Regions from separate parts of the Pan troglodytes genome. Here region 2 is linked to region 1. A link is a contact called in public Hi-C data. All regions are on one chromosome and are shown on one strand. The core of a region is the stretch at or near the end of the contact, and the rest is flanking DNA. Distances in the headings are between cores, read along the strand shown.

Region 1 (3,964 bases), core at 1,354-3,853:
GACAGCTTGCAATTTTCCCTCTGCAGTTAACTCATATCTGAATGCCAACTATTATGCCCTTTGCAAAAATGATCTCCCAACATTTTCTCATCTTCATGATGCTCACTTCACAAAGCAAAGCTAGAAGTTCAGGGTGATTTTCTATCTAGAAAGAGCCCAAATCCTCAAAAAAAAAAAAAAATCATTAATAGTTCAACTAGGTTGAGGTGGAATAAGCCTTTTCCTAATTTTGTATTTCATGCAAATCAACTAATAGAAAATCTACTTCCAAATCTAAATTCTAGTTAAAAAAAAAAATGACTGTAGACACTACATAGAACATTTTTTATCTGACAGAAATAAAGAACAAATAGTGGGTAGTTATTATATGGCATTGCTTTAAGGTATCAAACGTCAGTCACAGATCTTACAGTGTTCAGGAAAACAAACTAGTACTAAAAAATAATGACCATTTATTAGATGTCCACAAGCGGTTACTGTAAAAAGAAACTTGTAAGTATGCCTGACCACTAGGTACGGTACTGAAGCTGCAACAGAAAACATGGCACAATGAAAGCATTTTAAGTTTTCCCAGATTTGTAACTAAAATGGCTTCCTGAAGAAGTGAATCTTCGAGCTAGGTATGAACGAAGAGCCTTAAAAAGTGGTCTGATGGTGAGAGGCTGTGTACGGCCTTTGGAATTGCAGAAACCCTACCTCCAACAGGCTAGAACAAGGTAAAGAGAAAGTGGCTCTTCAAGAAAAAAAAACCCCAAAGAATGACGATTGGTTTTCTGAGCACTGACTTTCAGCACCTTAGCCTTTCAGGTTAGTCCTAGGAAGCAGCAGGTGAGGAAGAGGCTCAGCAGAGCAGTTCCCCCACGGCCCTAGCGCTCCCTCCACGACTTCCTTTTCCACCAGGACTGAGCTCCAACTCCTAGAACTGCCCGCCCCGGCCAGAATGATGACGGAGAATGCCAAACACGTAAGTGCTTTTTCATCGTTGTATTTCCACTTAAAAAATCCTGACAGCTGAGTTCAAGACCAGCCTGGCCAAGAAGGTGAAACCCTGTCTCTACTAAAAATACAAAAATTAGCCAGGCGTGGTGGCGGGCGCCTACAATACCAGCTACTCGGGAGGCTGAGGCAGACAATTGCCTGAACCCGGGAGACGGAGGTTGCAGTGAGCCGAGATCGCGCCACTGCACTCCGGCCTGGGCGACCAGAGCAAGACTCGCCTCAAAAAAAAAAGAGAAAAAAAAAATCCTGACAACCACCAGACTGTCTCCTGGAGACCAGAGAAGTGAGTGACAGAAAGATGAAAAGGTACAAGAACGCGTTAAACTTAATGTTCAGTTTGTACAATAAACAACAAAAACTAGTTAACTACAATTAAAAATGGTTGTCCCTCACTCGAACAACGAGAAACGGTAGCTCTTACCTTCCTATTAATGGCCAAAAGGAAACCTAGCTGCGACTTCCAACCCCGGGCCCCCGCCTCTTTTTCAATTCCAACCTAAGTTTTCAGGAGTATGCTTAGGTGACGCGAGGCTTTATTCTGTTTTGAAAGGGATTCACTGAGAAAGCGAAAAGTCCACGCTCTGATATCCAGCCGGAGAGTAGTAACCGCGTCTCCGAGAGGCGCGGACCACACCGCGAGTCCAGGCTCCGCAGCATTCGGGCGCCCGTCTTCTCCTCCCAGCGAACACGCACCCGCCGGGGAGTCCGCGCCGCTCCGCGGGGCGCCGGGCACCAGCGCAGGCACCGGGAGGCCAACGAGGCGGCGGCCAGCGCCCTCCCGCCCCGGGCACGCTCTCCCGCAGGAAACAGCTGGCTCGGGACGCCACGGAGCGCCTCTGGGAGGAAGCGCTAGGCACGCGGTGTCCGCACCGGGCGCGCCCCCATCCCGGGCCCGTGAGGGAGGGGGAGTGGCCGGGGCCCCGCGTCCCGACGCCCGACGCACAGGGTCCCAACGCGCGGGCAGCGGTCAATGGCCGCGAACTTCACGACCCCAGCCCCGCGGGGCCTGGCTCAGGGTCCCAGCCCCCGAACCCCGCCGCGCTCGGGCCGCGACCGTTACGGGGCCCTCACCGACCCAACGCCCATCCCGCTACGCGCCGCCCCCTCGCTCACCTTCTTAGGGTCCGGGTTCGCGGCCAGGCGCGCCTGCAGCTTCTCCACAACTTGGAGCGCCGACTCCGCCGCCATCGCTGTCACTGGCGCGGCCTCCTCGCCGGAACTGGGCTCGCGTCGCGTCCTCGGGCCGCAGCTCCGCCCTCCGTGCATCCCCGGCGGAGACGGAAGCGCGCCTGGCCCCTTCCGGGCCTCGGCTCGGGTGTGTGGGGGGCGGCGGGCTGCAGGCTCCGCCCCCAGGGCCCGCTCCCCAGCGCCCACCCGGCGGCCGCGCACTCCTCGCGCCCCGGGCCCAAGTGTGCGCGCTGGGGACTGGGGACTGCTCGGGCCGTACGCGCCTCCGCCGCCTGCACCCCCGCTCCCGGTGCTCGCGTGCTGAGCCCAAGCCTGGAAGACCTCTCCAGGGTCTACTTCAAGACGGAATGAGGCCACCGCGCCAGACCCTGGCCTTATAAATGCCAATGCTTTCTCCCGCCTGGGGCTTAGCCACGCCCTAATCAACACCCTGTCAGGGGTCCCGGGCTGGTGCCCAGGACTAGGAGTCCGCAGGCACCCGCGGTAGCAGCCACCCTAGGCTGAGCACACGATGCGTCAGTAGTTAGACTATCTTTTCCAGCCTCAGTACAACCTGATGAAACGAGTTTCATGATCTTCATTTTACAAATGAGGAAACTGAGGTTCAGGGAGACCAAATTAACTTGCAGATGGCCGCAGGACAGGAAAGAACTGAAAATGGAACCTGAATCTAAGATGTCTAGGACCATTGTGAGCGCACATTTCTGAACAGGTCGAGGAATTGAGGCCCAGAGAAAGGGATTTTTCAAAATCCAAACAGCTTAGTTCCTTCCATGAGGCAATAATAGCCCATGTGTCTTGTTTTCCCCACAGTGTCTGGCACATAGGCACTAAATAAATACTTATCGAATGAATGTATAGATAGATATTTCCTCTGATGACCTGCCAATGAGCCGTAGGGCTTGATCAGAAGAGCCCAAGATACTATTCTTCAGGCCGTCTACTCTCATCCTAAAAGCACTAAGTTTTACCATTACTAATACTACTACTAAAAAGAGCAACTAAATAGTTGCAAACTCACTTAAAGTACCAGCACTGATTACATCTCATTTGATCAGATCAAAGTAGAACCTAATCAGATCTTCAGCAGCAAATTGGCAATGCACCTAGCCTGATCTCTCCCTCAAAGCAGGAAAGCCCAGAGATTCTTCCAGATTCTAGCTCTGGAAGAAAGAAAAACACCTTAAACACAAGTTGTTTCTTCAAATGAGCATTCATTCACTCACTATGCTGAAAAGCCCTCTCTACCATGTCCCTACTCCTCCATTTGGCGCCCCTCCCCCAGTTCCCTAAGCAACTGACCACATTTTCAGGGTGTAAATGGTCAGTTTATTTATCTGTCTTGCCACTGGGCTGTTTATTTATCAAGTACAGTAACTGACCTGTCCAACTTTGAATCTCTGCCACCTAGCATCATCTAGACCTTATAATCAGCATTGGATATAAAGTCCATACAAGACTAATGACCATCCACTTGGTGCCCTAAGGCTCAACTGAGGGATGTTGTAGAAAAGGCATTGAACTGGGTGTGAGAAAACTTCGATTCTAGTCCCAGCAGTAGCGTCTCCCTCCTCTGCGTAGCAAATACTTTTACATTTTATATTGCTTCCATTTTGAAAATGTACCACTGGTGTAATGGAATACAGACTGATTCTTGAAGCAGAATTGCTGAGTAATTGGCCTGGCACATACTCGGGACACATGAAACATTCTGCAGATGTTATCCAGAGAGAGCTCAATAACCAAAATGAAAAGAAACAATGAGGTTGGGCACAGT
Region 2 (4,183 bases), core at 517-3,016, 180 kb after region 1:
TTTAGTGCCTTAACCCTGGTAAGCTTGCTGGGGTGAACAGGGGCATGGGGGAGGAGGAGAACCTCTGGCCTTGCCAACCAAACTCCCAGCCTGATCAGTGGTTCTTAACCTGTTCTGTGTCCTGGTCACTCTGATCTGAAGGAAGATACGAACACTCTCTTCAAAAAATACACACACAGTGCAGAGCAATAGCAGACTTCAATCCTCATGTGAGGAACCCTTGCCCCAAACCACATACAAGGCCTGGGTTGGGTCTATCTTGGATTGTTTTTTAGGTGTGCTGTGCTGGCTTTAGAGACGACCATAAAGGGACATAAATCCCTGCTCTGTCACCTCTTACCTGTATAACCTCAGGCTAGGGACTTTGCCTCTCTTGAGCCCCAGTTTCTGCATCTGTAAAGGAAGCTGATTCTAAGGCAGCGGTTCTGAGGTCCTAGGCCCCACATTACACCATGAACTGCAGTAGAGCCAGGCATTGAGCTCAACGTCTTATACCCTTTTCTGCCACAGCATGTTGCCTCCTGTTTGCTCGGAAGTTTCAGTACCGTGGAAGGCTAAAAAGGGCTGCGGTGGTCATCTGCCGAGTGACCTTGAGCAAGCATTCCACCTCTCTGAGCCATGCTCCTTCTGTGCCCTGCTGCCTCCCAGGACAGAAGATAATGGTGGGAAAGTTCTTTGAAATGCATCACACACCTACGAGGTATTATTAAGCTAATTCCAAGGAAATTGCCTGTCAGGACTCCCAGGACTGAGTTGTTCAGGTGGCCAGGACAAAAGAAAGACCAGCATGCCAATTCATTAGTCATTAGAGAGTGAAAGCAATTTGGCCCTAGGTCAGAAAACTCCCAGAGAGGATAGTGTCTTCTGTCATAATCACCTATGGAAGTGCCTGCCAGGTTCCAGACTATTTTATCTTCATTTTTGTTCTAATCCTCACAAACCACCGTGATGGGTAACATTCCCTGGTTTATAGAAAAAAGACTCAGGCTGAATAACTTGATCACCCAGCAAGAAAGTGGCACACAGCAAGAAACAGGTCACACAGCAAGAAAGTAGCAGAGCAGGGTTTAGGAACCCCAGCTTCCTCTAGCTTCAAAGCTCATGTTCTTGCCTTCTCTTCAGATTGGCTCTTTTCCCTCGCCATTCCCAAAACCTGGCACATGCTTGGTCCCCAGGGGGTGCTTGTCCCAGGGAGCGCTTGTCCCAGGGAGTGCTTGTGGAATGAAAGACCTAGGACTCCCCCTCATCTGTGAAAGGGGGATGTCGGTACCTCCTTTCCATGTGTGTTGTTCGGATAAACTATAAGGCGCATAAAGTATCCACAAGGCTTCCTTAACTACAAGATTCACTGCTGAGTGTCTTGTGCAAATTGTCGCATGCGATCGGATTCAGAGCTGATCGCATCGGCTGTGAAATACAGACATTTGGGAGGTGTCTTTATTTTGTAAATAAACTAGCTCAGAACAGGCGAAGTAACTTGCCGGTGGCCACACGGCTTCTAAGTAACAAAACCAGAATTCAAATTCATGTCTGTGACACCAGAAATGGTGCCCTTTTCAGAAAGCCAGTTATAGCTCTCTAGCTGTGGACGCGCCGGACAACCTTCAATTATCTGTCTTCCCGGCCTCATCACCCCTCGTGGCCACCACTCTTCCCCATGCCCCAGGCTAAACCTGAGAACCTCCTGCCGCGCTCTTTCCCGCAGCGCTGCTTCCAAGGGCTCCCCTCTGCCCACTTCCAGACCTCCCCGGAGACAGCCGCTCCCCACCGGCGGCGCTGCGGCGCCCGAGCTGGGGCAGAGCCTCGGCCCACGTGGCCTGGAGCCCGGCAGGGCGGAGCCGAGCCGGCCCCGCCTCCTCCCCGCCCCGCCCCTCCCGGCGCCCCACGCTCCCCCCGCGGGCCCTGGGGGCCGCTCGCAGGTGTTCGCTGGCGCCCGGATGTCTGAGCTCTGGCTCCGTTCTGGCTCCGGCTCCCTCCGCAGCCTGCGGGCGGGGCTCGCAGCCCATCCGGAGCCTCGCGGCGCCCCCGCCGCTCTGCCAGCAGCGCGGCCTCCCAGTTCCCAGCGTCGCGGCCTGGGGGGCCCCCCACCCAGCGGAGTCGCTGACCCCACTCCTCTCCCGCTGCCCCCAGCTGCGCTCGGGCCGCTGCAGCCTCGGCGCACCCCCACCCGCTTCCTGCCCCGGCCGCGAGGCCGCCCTGGATCGCACCCGGTTCCTTCCTTCCTTCGTTCTTTCAGGCAATTCGCATTCCTCGAGCGCCTGCGACGTGCCCTGCACAGGGCCTTCCCGGCCTTCCGAGTGTGGCCCCAGGCCCGCTGGGCTCCTCCGGGAAGCCTCTGCCCTCTCGAAGTCCTTCCCCACCTCCGCCCCTCTGTTCCATGAGGTGCTTCGCTGAGAGTCGAGCAATTTAATTGTTCTCTGATTAGTTCTCCTCTTAGGGGTCAGTCAGTGGCAAGGTCACGGAGTCTCTTTGTGGCTGAGATCAGGGGTCAGAGCGTGGCCGGATTTGGGGTTTCGCCAGCCTGGGGCAGGCTTTAGGGATAAATGTGGGTAGTCAGGCTGTGGGGGTCCGTCTGTGGGCAGTGTCAAAAGCCAAGGTTAGTGAGTCCGTGTTTGGGTAGGGTCGGTGGGCAGTCGGGATCAGGGTAGTGAGACACCTTGAGACCGGGACTCGGGGGTTGCCTTTGACAAACCAGATTAAGGAGGGAGGAGTTCTCTGAAGTCCCCTGAACTCATATTCACCTCTCGCCGTGGCTGGGGGCTGACCATAGGCGCCCCCCCGCCTCCGCCTTCTGAGCTGTGGAGCTGTGCTTCCATCGGGGGACGCCTCTCCTCACTGCTACCCTGCTTCTACTTTGTGCCCGATGCTGCAGGCAGAAGCTCTCACCAGGCCAGATTTGTCAAAGGGAGCCTGGGCTTAGAGTGAGGGTGGCCAGGGTAGGGAGGCCTTAGGCTTCCTGGGGACCCCTACCCTGAAGCCACCCAGGAAAACAGATGTTCTTCCTTGCTGTTTAAGTCATTTGTTGTAATTCTGAAGCTTGTCAGGGATGGAAGGGCGGGCCCTTAGAGGTCACAAATGTAGCCCAGAGAGGGTCAGGAACCTGCTCAGGGACACACAGCAAGTTAGTGTTCACGTCGGGATTGGAACACCAGCCTCCCACTTTACTATCCAGGGCTTTTTTCGTGATGCTCTCCCTACCCTGAGTAAGGGTTGTTTTTCCCACTATAGAGATGGGGCAGCAGAAGCCTGGAGAGGCCGAGAGACTGCCTCTTAGCTTGAGGATCTGCAAAAATGAAGTCAGGGAAGGGTGACTTCCCAAAGCATTGTCTCATGGCATTGCCCACCTAGCCCCCTCCCTGCCACCCTCGTTAGGAGCAAATAGAACAAGGGTGGCCAAGCATCGAGATGAGGCAGGGAGGGAGAGAACACTGTTAAGAACTGCTGGGGAAAAGCTTAGCTGGGCTCTTATGGAAACATATGGAACTCATTACCCGGAGTTGAGGTGGTCGCTGGCCAGCTGGCAGTTGGTCCCTTTGGGGCTAAAAATGTGCCTTGTGTGGCAATGAGGGTACCCAAGGCACGGCAGACTCCCCAGAATAACCTCCCCACTCACCGATCCAAGTTATTTCTGAATACTGGTTTGTTTCCTATGCCTGTGCCATTTCTTTTTTTCGTCTTTTTTTTTTTTTAACCGAGTCTCGTACTGTCGCCCAGGCTGTAGTGCAGTGGCGCGATCTCAGCTCACTGCAACCTCCGCCTCCCTGGTTCACGCCATTCTCCTGCCTCAGCCTCCCGAGTAGCTGAGACCACAGGCACCCACCACCACGCCTGGCTATTTTTTTTTTGTATTTTTAGTAGAGATGGGGTTTTGCCATGTTAGCCAGGATGGTCTCGATCTCCTGACCTCGTGATCCGCCCTCCTCGGCCTCCCAAAGAGCTGGGATTACAGGCGTGAGCCACCGCGCCCGGCCTCCTATACCTATGCCATTTCTAGCATCAAAAAAAGGGTTTCAAGGCCGGGCGCGGTGGCTCACACCTGTAATTCCAGCACTTTGGGAGGCCAAGGGGGGCACATCACCTGAGGTCAGGAGTTCAAGACGAGCCTGGCCAACATGATAAACCTCGTCTCTACTAAAAATACAAACATTAGCTGGACATGGTGCCACGTGCCTGTAATCCCAGC

What was found. A called contact is a pair of places that touch in the nucleus more often than the background predicts.
Region 2: a contact with region 1 is called in a Hi-C map of induced pluripotent stem cells, with 1.7 times the contacts expected there. The contact joins the enhancer-like site here to the promoter of ELOA in region 1. A contact is called at or near these places in 2 of 7 Hi-C or Micro-C datasets (induced pluripotent stem cells and stem cell-derived neural progenitor cells) and 1 of 1 datasets of contacts at active chromatin or transcription factors (stem cell-derived excitatory neurons).

Annotation. Positions count from the first base shown.
Region 1 is chr1:207,275,893-207,279,856 of NHGRI_mPanTro3-v2.0_pri, forward strand. ELOA (elongin A) reads right to left here and starts at 2,604. Exons shown (of 11, transcript XM_016956263.4): 1 at 2,113-2,604. The coding sequence starts at 2,265.
Region 2 is chr1:207,459,550-207,463,732 of NHGRI_mPanTro3-v2.0_pri, forward strand. The region is part of intron 2 of LOC134809315 (a long non-coding RNA gene); the gene reads right to left. Among named protein-coding and RNA genes, the nearest start is that of ID3, 7.2 kb to the left of the region's middle. Within about 2 kb of position 1,767, at least 20 of the 24 cell types and tissues checked have an H3K27ac peak or open chromatin away from gene starts, as enhancers often do. A contact at or near this core is called in induced pluripotent stem cells, stem cell-derived excitatory neurons and stem cell-derived neural progenitor cells, where this site is marked.